Linked DNA regions of Macaca mulatta: region 2 is linked to region 1. A link is a contact called in public Hi-C data. All regions are on one chromosome and are shown on one strand. Each heading gives the region's core, a stretch centred on a gene start, on an enhancer-like site or on the middle of the called end of the contact. The rest is flanking DNA. Distances are from core to core; before and after follow the strand shown.

Region 1 (2,931 bases), core at 99-2,598:
ATTTACACAGTATTTACTACACGTCAGGCACTTTTCTAAGCTCTATTATTTACATTAACTCATTTAATCTTCAGTTCTAGAAGGAAGGTTCTATTATTGTCCAGATGAGGACAGTGAGGCTAGGAAAGGTAGCTTTCCTAGCAAAATCACACTGCTACTAAAAGTTGGGAGTTGCTAACCACAACACTAAAACATTTTATGTCTGTGTATGTATGTGTATACATATCTCTATCTCGAGAGAGAGAGAGAACTCACACACAGAGAATTATATTCAACTCCAGCCTGGGCGACAGAGTGAGACTCTGGTCTCAATCAATCAATCAATCATATTCACGTTTGAGGACCAGTGTCTTAGTCATTTTTGTATTCCCAGCCTAGCACATAGTGCCTGGAGTATTCGTAGCACTCAGGAAATACTGATGAATTGAAAATATATATAAGAGGCTGACGAAGGATTTGAATCTGGAAGTAAAGTGAGTTTCTGAGGCCCTCCTCCCAAGTCTTGTATTCATCAGCAAATCACATGAAGGCTGTATCTTTATCGACTTTCTTATTATTATATTGAAGATTTGTTTCTCACTACCGTTGCTATTATTTCACAGCCTTTGGCCTGGAGACAGAGTGGGATAATGGACAATTACTAGTTTCAACCAACTCTCCAGCCACAAGCAGCCAGTTCTCGTCACATCAAATGATCTTCCTCCAGGGCCGTTACATGGGCTGTCCTGTCTGGAATGCCATTCCTTCCTCGGGTTCCTCTGTTCAAACATCACTTGCTCAGAGAGGCCACCCTGACCATTCCATCTAAATTAATGCCTCAGGTCTTCTTCAGCAGGTCATTTGGCTTCTTTTCTTTCACAGAACTTATGACTCTCTGGAATTATTTCTTTGTCTATTCACCTCCCAGCCCCCAACTCTAGTAAGGGCAGGAGTCTTGTACAGCTGGTTCTCCAGATGTACCCTCAATGCCTTAAAAACTAAATCAACATGTATTCAGTGAACGAATGAGAAGAGAATCACCCCCGAATTGTGCTCTCTCAAACCCTAAATACCCTTAAGCTTGCCTCCCTTGGTGGCTGTAAACCCATTTTTAACAATAACACCATTTCCAAGTGACTCTGAGGCTCGCAAAGTAGCGTTGACTCCATTTTCTGAGAACAGCCCCACAAACAATGCTCAGAAGGGAGGTCCGGCCTGGCAAGAACGCCCATGCTACCCATTTACAGTAGATAACATTGAGCTTCATTACGGGATGCGCCAAGGCCGCGCCGAAATGACGAGCAGGAGCCCTGAAAGGTGTCCTGGTTCCGAAAACCTCTTCCCATGAGACCGCATCGTGGACTCGAAATGCTTCATCACCTTTATTACTATTGTTCTTCTGTACTCATTCTGGACGCGTTCCAGGCGGAGGGAAGCCGCCCACCTCCAGACCCAGGGCCGGCGGGTGCCGGCCTCTCCACCCGGCCGCGCCCCTCGCGCCCCGCCCCCGGCCCCGCCCCCGCCGACCCGGCCCCACTCCGCGCCCTGGCCTCTACTCCCGCCCCGCCAGGGCTCCCGCGCCCCACAAGGACCGCCCTCTTCCGCCTTAGCCAGTCAGCAAAGATCAGGGGGGCGGTGCCACAGGGCCCGACCCTCCTATCCGGGCGCCAATTGGTCAGCCCATCAGTCGCTCACAAGGTCGCGCCTCGCACCCGCCTTCCTCCTTTTCCTTTACCCTCCCCTTCAGAAAAAACGGCGGTTGGGCTCAGGCGGCCGCCAAAAGCGGACTAGAAGCGGAGGGGTGAAAAGCCCGGGAGAGAGGGAAGAAGGGACTGCAGGAGGGAGGAGGAGAATAAGGAGGAAGGGAGCCCGCCCAGCCGGAGCCATCTCCGTCGAGAACAAAATGGCGGCGCTGGCGGAGGGCCAACTGTGAGGCGGGGCCGCGGCCATTCCCCCTCCGCCCCCACCCTTGCGCCGGCCGGGCCGGTCAGGGGGAACCCGCTCGCTTCGCCCGGCCGCGGGCGGGGAGGAGAAGGGAGCGGCCCGGCCCACTATGCAAAGCGCCGGGCGCCGCCGCCGCCACCCCGTGGCAAAGGTAAAAGGGTCAGGTTCAGCCGCCGCCGCGGCGCCTCCATGTCCGCGCGCCAGGCCCGCCCCCTCCGCCGTCGCCCCGCGCCCGCCCGACCCTCCTTCAATTTTACCTCAGGATTTGGCGCCAAAGCGGCCTCGAAGCGGGTCCCGTGTCTGCGGCGGGCGGCCCCCGGCGCGGAGGGCAGGGCGAGGGGAGCCCGGGCTCCCGGCGTCGGCGGATGGCGGGAGCCCGGCGGCCGCGGGCTCACGGAGCAGCGGGCGAGAGACGAGACGTCGAGGTGGGAGCGGGGTGGCGGGGACGGGCCCGGGGGCGCCGCCGGGGTCGCGGAGAAGGGGGGGTTTGTTATTGTTTTTGTCAGTGAAAGGTCAGAGTTCGTGACCCCGGTGCCGCCGCCGCCGCCGCCCGCGCGCTGGTAGGAGGAGGGCGAATGTTCTTCTTCCTCTTCCCAGCGCCAGCCTCGCCGCGGCGGCGGGGGGCGGGCGAGCACGCGATTGGCTGAGGCGCGCGCGCGCACCGGAACGCCGCGGCCGGCGCTCGGTCCATCCGGCCCGTGGGCTGCGGGGCCCCGGGCAGCGGTGACTGCGGCCGGCGGGCGGATGTGTGGCTTAAATGGCGCAGGCGTCGGGGCCTAGAGGCTGAAGGGCTGGTCGTCCTAAAAACTCGTGGACGTCGCGCACGGTTACCCGGAAGCAGGCCCGCCTCTCCGGGTAACTGCGAGCTTCTCGCGGCTGGATGGGGACCGTCCTCGCAGTGGCGGCCTCCACACTGGCCTCCCGCTTAGCCGAGGCTTCTGGAAGGCTCGCAAAGTGTCTGTTGATGGAAGAAGCCGGGCCCTGACTGGCGCGACGGATTCCCGCAGC
Region 2 (3,189 bases), core at 288-2,787, 120 kb before region 1:
AAAAATACCTGAAGCAATAAATGGCTAAGAACTTTACAAAATTAATGAGACACGAAATCACAGATCCAGGAAGCTCAGAGAACTCCAAGCAGGACAAATACAAAACATCTACAGCTCTGCATTACCTTATTCTAACCCGGTAAACCAAACACCAAGAGAAAATTGTGAAAGAAGAAGCTAAAGGAAAAAGCCATCATACCAATAAACATAATTACAGCTAATTACTTGTTTGAAACCATGCAAGCAAAAAAAGAGTGGAGTGAAGTATTTAAATTGTTGAAAGAAAAACACCAGGATTGGGCACGGTGGCTCACGCCAGTAATCCCAGCACTTTGGGAAGCTGAGACGGGCGAATCATCTGAGGACAGGAGTTCGAGACCAGCCTGACCAACATGGAGAAACCCCGTCTCTACTGAAAATATAAAATTAGCTGGGTGTAGTGGCGCATGCCTGTAATTCCAGCTACTCAGGAGGCTGAGGCAGGAGAATCGCTTGAACCTAGGAGGCGGAGGTTGCAGTGAGCCAAGATAGCACCATTGCACTCCAGCCAGGAAGGAAGGGAGGGAGGGAAAGGAAAAACACTAACCTAGAATTCTAAATCTGGCAAAATTACTCTTCAAAAGAGAAGGAGAAATAACTTTCAGATCAAGAGTACTTCAGAAATGCACTTTTTTTTTTTTTTTGAGACGGAGTCTTGCTCTGTCACCCAGGCTAGAGTGCAGTGGCGCGATCTTGGTTCACTGCAATCCCCGCTTCCCGGGTTCAAGCGATCCTCCCACCTCAGCCTTCTGAGTAGCTGGGACCACAGGCGCTGCCACTACACCCGGCTTTTTTTTGTATTTTCGGTAGACATGGGGTTTCGCCGTATTGGGCAGGCTAGTCTCGAATTCCTGACCTCAAGCACTCTTCCCGCCTCGGCCTCCCCAAAGGCTGGGTTTACAGGCAGGAGCCACCGCGCCTGGCCCTAGAAATGCATGTCACCCATAGTTTGTTTGTAAGAAAATTGAGGTCCTGAGTTGTTAAGTGGCTGAACTTAGGAAGCAATTGATCCCAAACCATTTTTTTTTCTTTTGCTAAGAAGTTTAAGTCAATGTCAGAAAGTGCAGTTTGAACTCTTCATGTTAAAGCTGGAGATGTTCAGGGAGAAAAATGGACTTTAGGTTCAATAGAATGTTATCAGCTGATTTGATATCCAAACTCAGTTTTCCTGATTATTTCTTATTGCAATGTCTGACATTTAGCCTATGTAAAAATATTTTCCCGTTAGTGGATGGGGAAATTACTAACTTACAGGACGCGAAAACCTAAATCTTCCAAGCGGAAGGAGTCCTAAAGCGAAGATGCACACGCCGGCTCTCGCCGGGCCAGGTCGAAGGCCGCCTACGAGTCCCAGGGTGCTCCGCGGCGTGCACTGCCCTCCGGGAAGCGTCTCCTGTGCGTCTGCGCGGGAGGTGGAACCTGGCTCTGGGGAGAAGCGGCGTGAGATCCGCGCCGGTTGCTAGCTAGTCCTTCTCGTCGCTGTTCGGCGCGCGCAGTGGGGTCGGCCCCGCCACCGTCGCCGCCATGCCCATGAAAGGCCGCTTCCCCATCCGCCGCACCCTGCAATATCTGAGCCAGGGAAACGTGGTGTTCAAGGAGTCCGTGAAGGTCATGACAGTGAATTACAACACGCACGGGGAGCTGGGCGAGGGCGCCAGGTCAGTCGCAGCCCCGGCAGCCGTAACCTGTTACTCGTGCCAGCCTGCTGGTAACGTGAGGTCCCTAGTCGCGCTGGGCGCCCGCTCAGCCCCGGGGCGGGCCCCCCAGGTCGGCGCTGTTACCCCCATTTTACAGAGGTCGAGACTGAGGCGGACGGCGGGGCCCCCGCCAGGCCGGCTGCAGTCGTGACGAGGTTTGCGGGGCGGAGGACAAGAACCCCCCTCCTAGATCTCCTTCCTCCGGCGCGGTGGGCGAGGCTGACCTGGCGGAGGCCACCGTTTCCCTTGGCCCCTGTGGCCAGCAAGGCAAGCGCTGGGGAGGGGCAGCCGCAGATCCTTTCGGGGTGACGGGAATGACACCCCTGCCCCAGGACGAATCTGAGAATAAAATGAGAGAAATAACAGCTGCGAACACTGATCATGTCTCGCACAGTTCTGAATGCTTCTCGCGCTTTCTCTCTTCTGATGCCTACAGAAACCCCAGCTTACCGCCACTCTAAGGCTGGGGAAGTGCACAGAGAGGTTAAATAACTTGCGGCTCCCCGAGACACCATGGCAGCCAGTGAGCGGTGAGCCGGGCTGTGTGGCCAGGAGTAAGTGAAAGCGCTTCCTTCGGGACTCAAGGTTTGGAAGTAATTAATTATGTCAGCTGTGCAGCAGCAGGCCCTACCCCGACTAGAGGGAACTATAGGGGACGCCTAGGATGTCTTTCAGCTTGGAACAGAGCAGGGACTCATTGAATGGCAGTTGGCAAGTGAAAGGTTTGGATTGACCCTGAGGCCGCGTGCCTTAGGCTCTGCAGGTATGAAGTCTACATTTATTGAGTACCCTCTGAGTGCTAGGCTGTGTGCTGTGTGCTGGGAGTTCAGCAGTGATGGAGGAGACGGCCTTAGCCCGCAGAAACTTTGGGACTGGGTGTATGTTGGATCAAAATGAGGCGTGGAGCACTCCCTGTGGGGCATGGTCCCCTTGGTGACGGACCTTCACTGCATGGCCCTTCAGGAGAGCCGGAAGCCACTTCCTAGCCATTTGCTCTGCGCAGGTGAATCTGAGAACTTGGACCTGCTTGCCTGGAATCAGCTGGCTTGATGGCTTCCTGGAAGACTTGGTCTTGGTCTTAGGGTGAATGGGCACCCAGACACTCCTTCATAACCTACTGCACGACTGTGCACACCTCTGTCCCAGGGCAACTGCCAGGCAGATAATGGGAAGGGGTGGGGGTCTCGATGCGGCCCGCAGCGAGCTGGAGAGCACTTGCCCTACCCGGAGGGCCCTTCACTGTTTGGCACTGTGGGCTCCGTGGAGAATTTCTGATTTGTCAAGAAGCTGAAATCCAGATTTTTATGTAAATCTCTGGCTTTTAAATGGTCAGCCAATCAAAATAAGCCTGTGAGCCTCTTACATTCTCAAATATTTTAATATTCTCTAGGTAAATGGGATATAAAGAACCATTTGCTGTTTCTTTGTTCCTGGTGGTAGGGACTGGCCTGTG

Evidence for each region. A called contact is a pair of places that touch in the nucleus more often than the background predicts.
Region 2: a Hi-C map of cortical neurons shows a contact between it and region 1, with 4 times the contacts expected there. The contact joins the promoter of MRPS25 here to the promoter of LOC100423625 in region 1.

What each region holds. Positions count from the first base shown.
Region 1 is chr2:153,754,402-153,757,332 of T2T-MMU8v2.0, reverse strand. LOC100423625 reads left to right here and starts at 1,348. Exons shown (of 4, transcript XM_077994120.1): 1 at 1,348-1,653; 2 at 1,727-1,908; 3 at 1,971-2,931. The coding sequence starts at 1,348. The coding sequence ends at 2,487. It overlaps NR2C2 (nuclear receptor subfamily 2 group C member 2), which reads right to left and starts at 2,504. Exons shown (of 16, transcript XM_077993641.1): 1 at 2,181-2,504.
Region 2 is chr2:153,869,425-153,872,613 of T2T-MMU8v2.0, reverse strand. MRPS25 (mitochondrial ribosomal protein S25) reads left to right here and starts at 1,537. Exons shown (of 4, transcript NM_001257670.1): 1 at 1,537-1,697. The coding sequence starts at 1,564.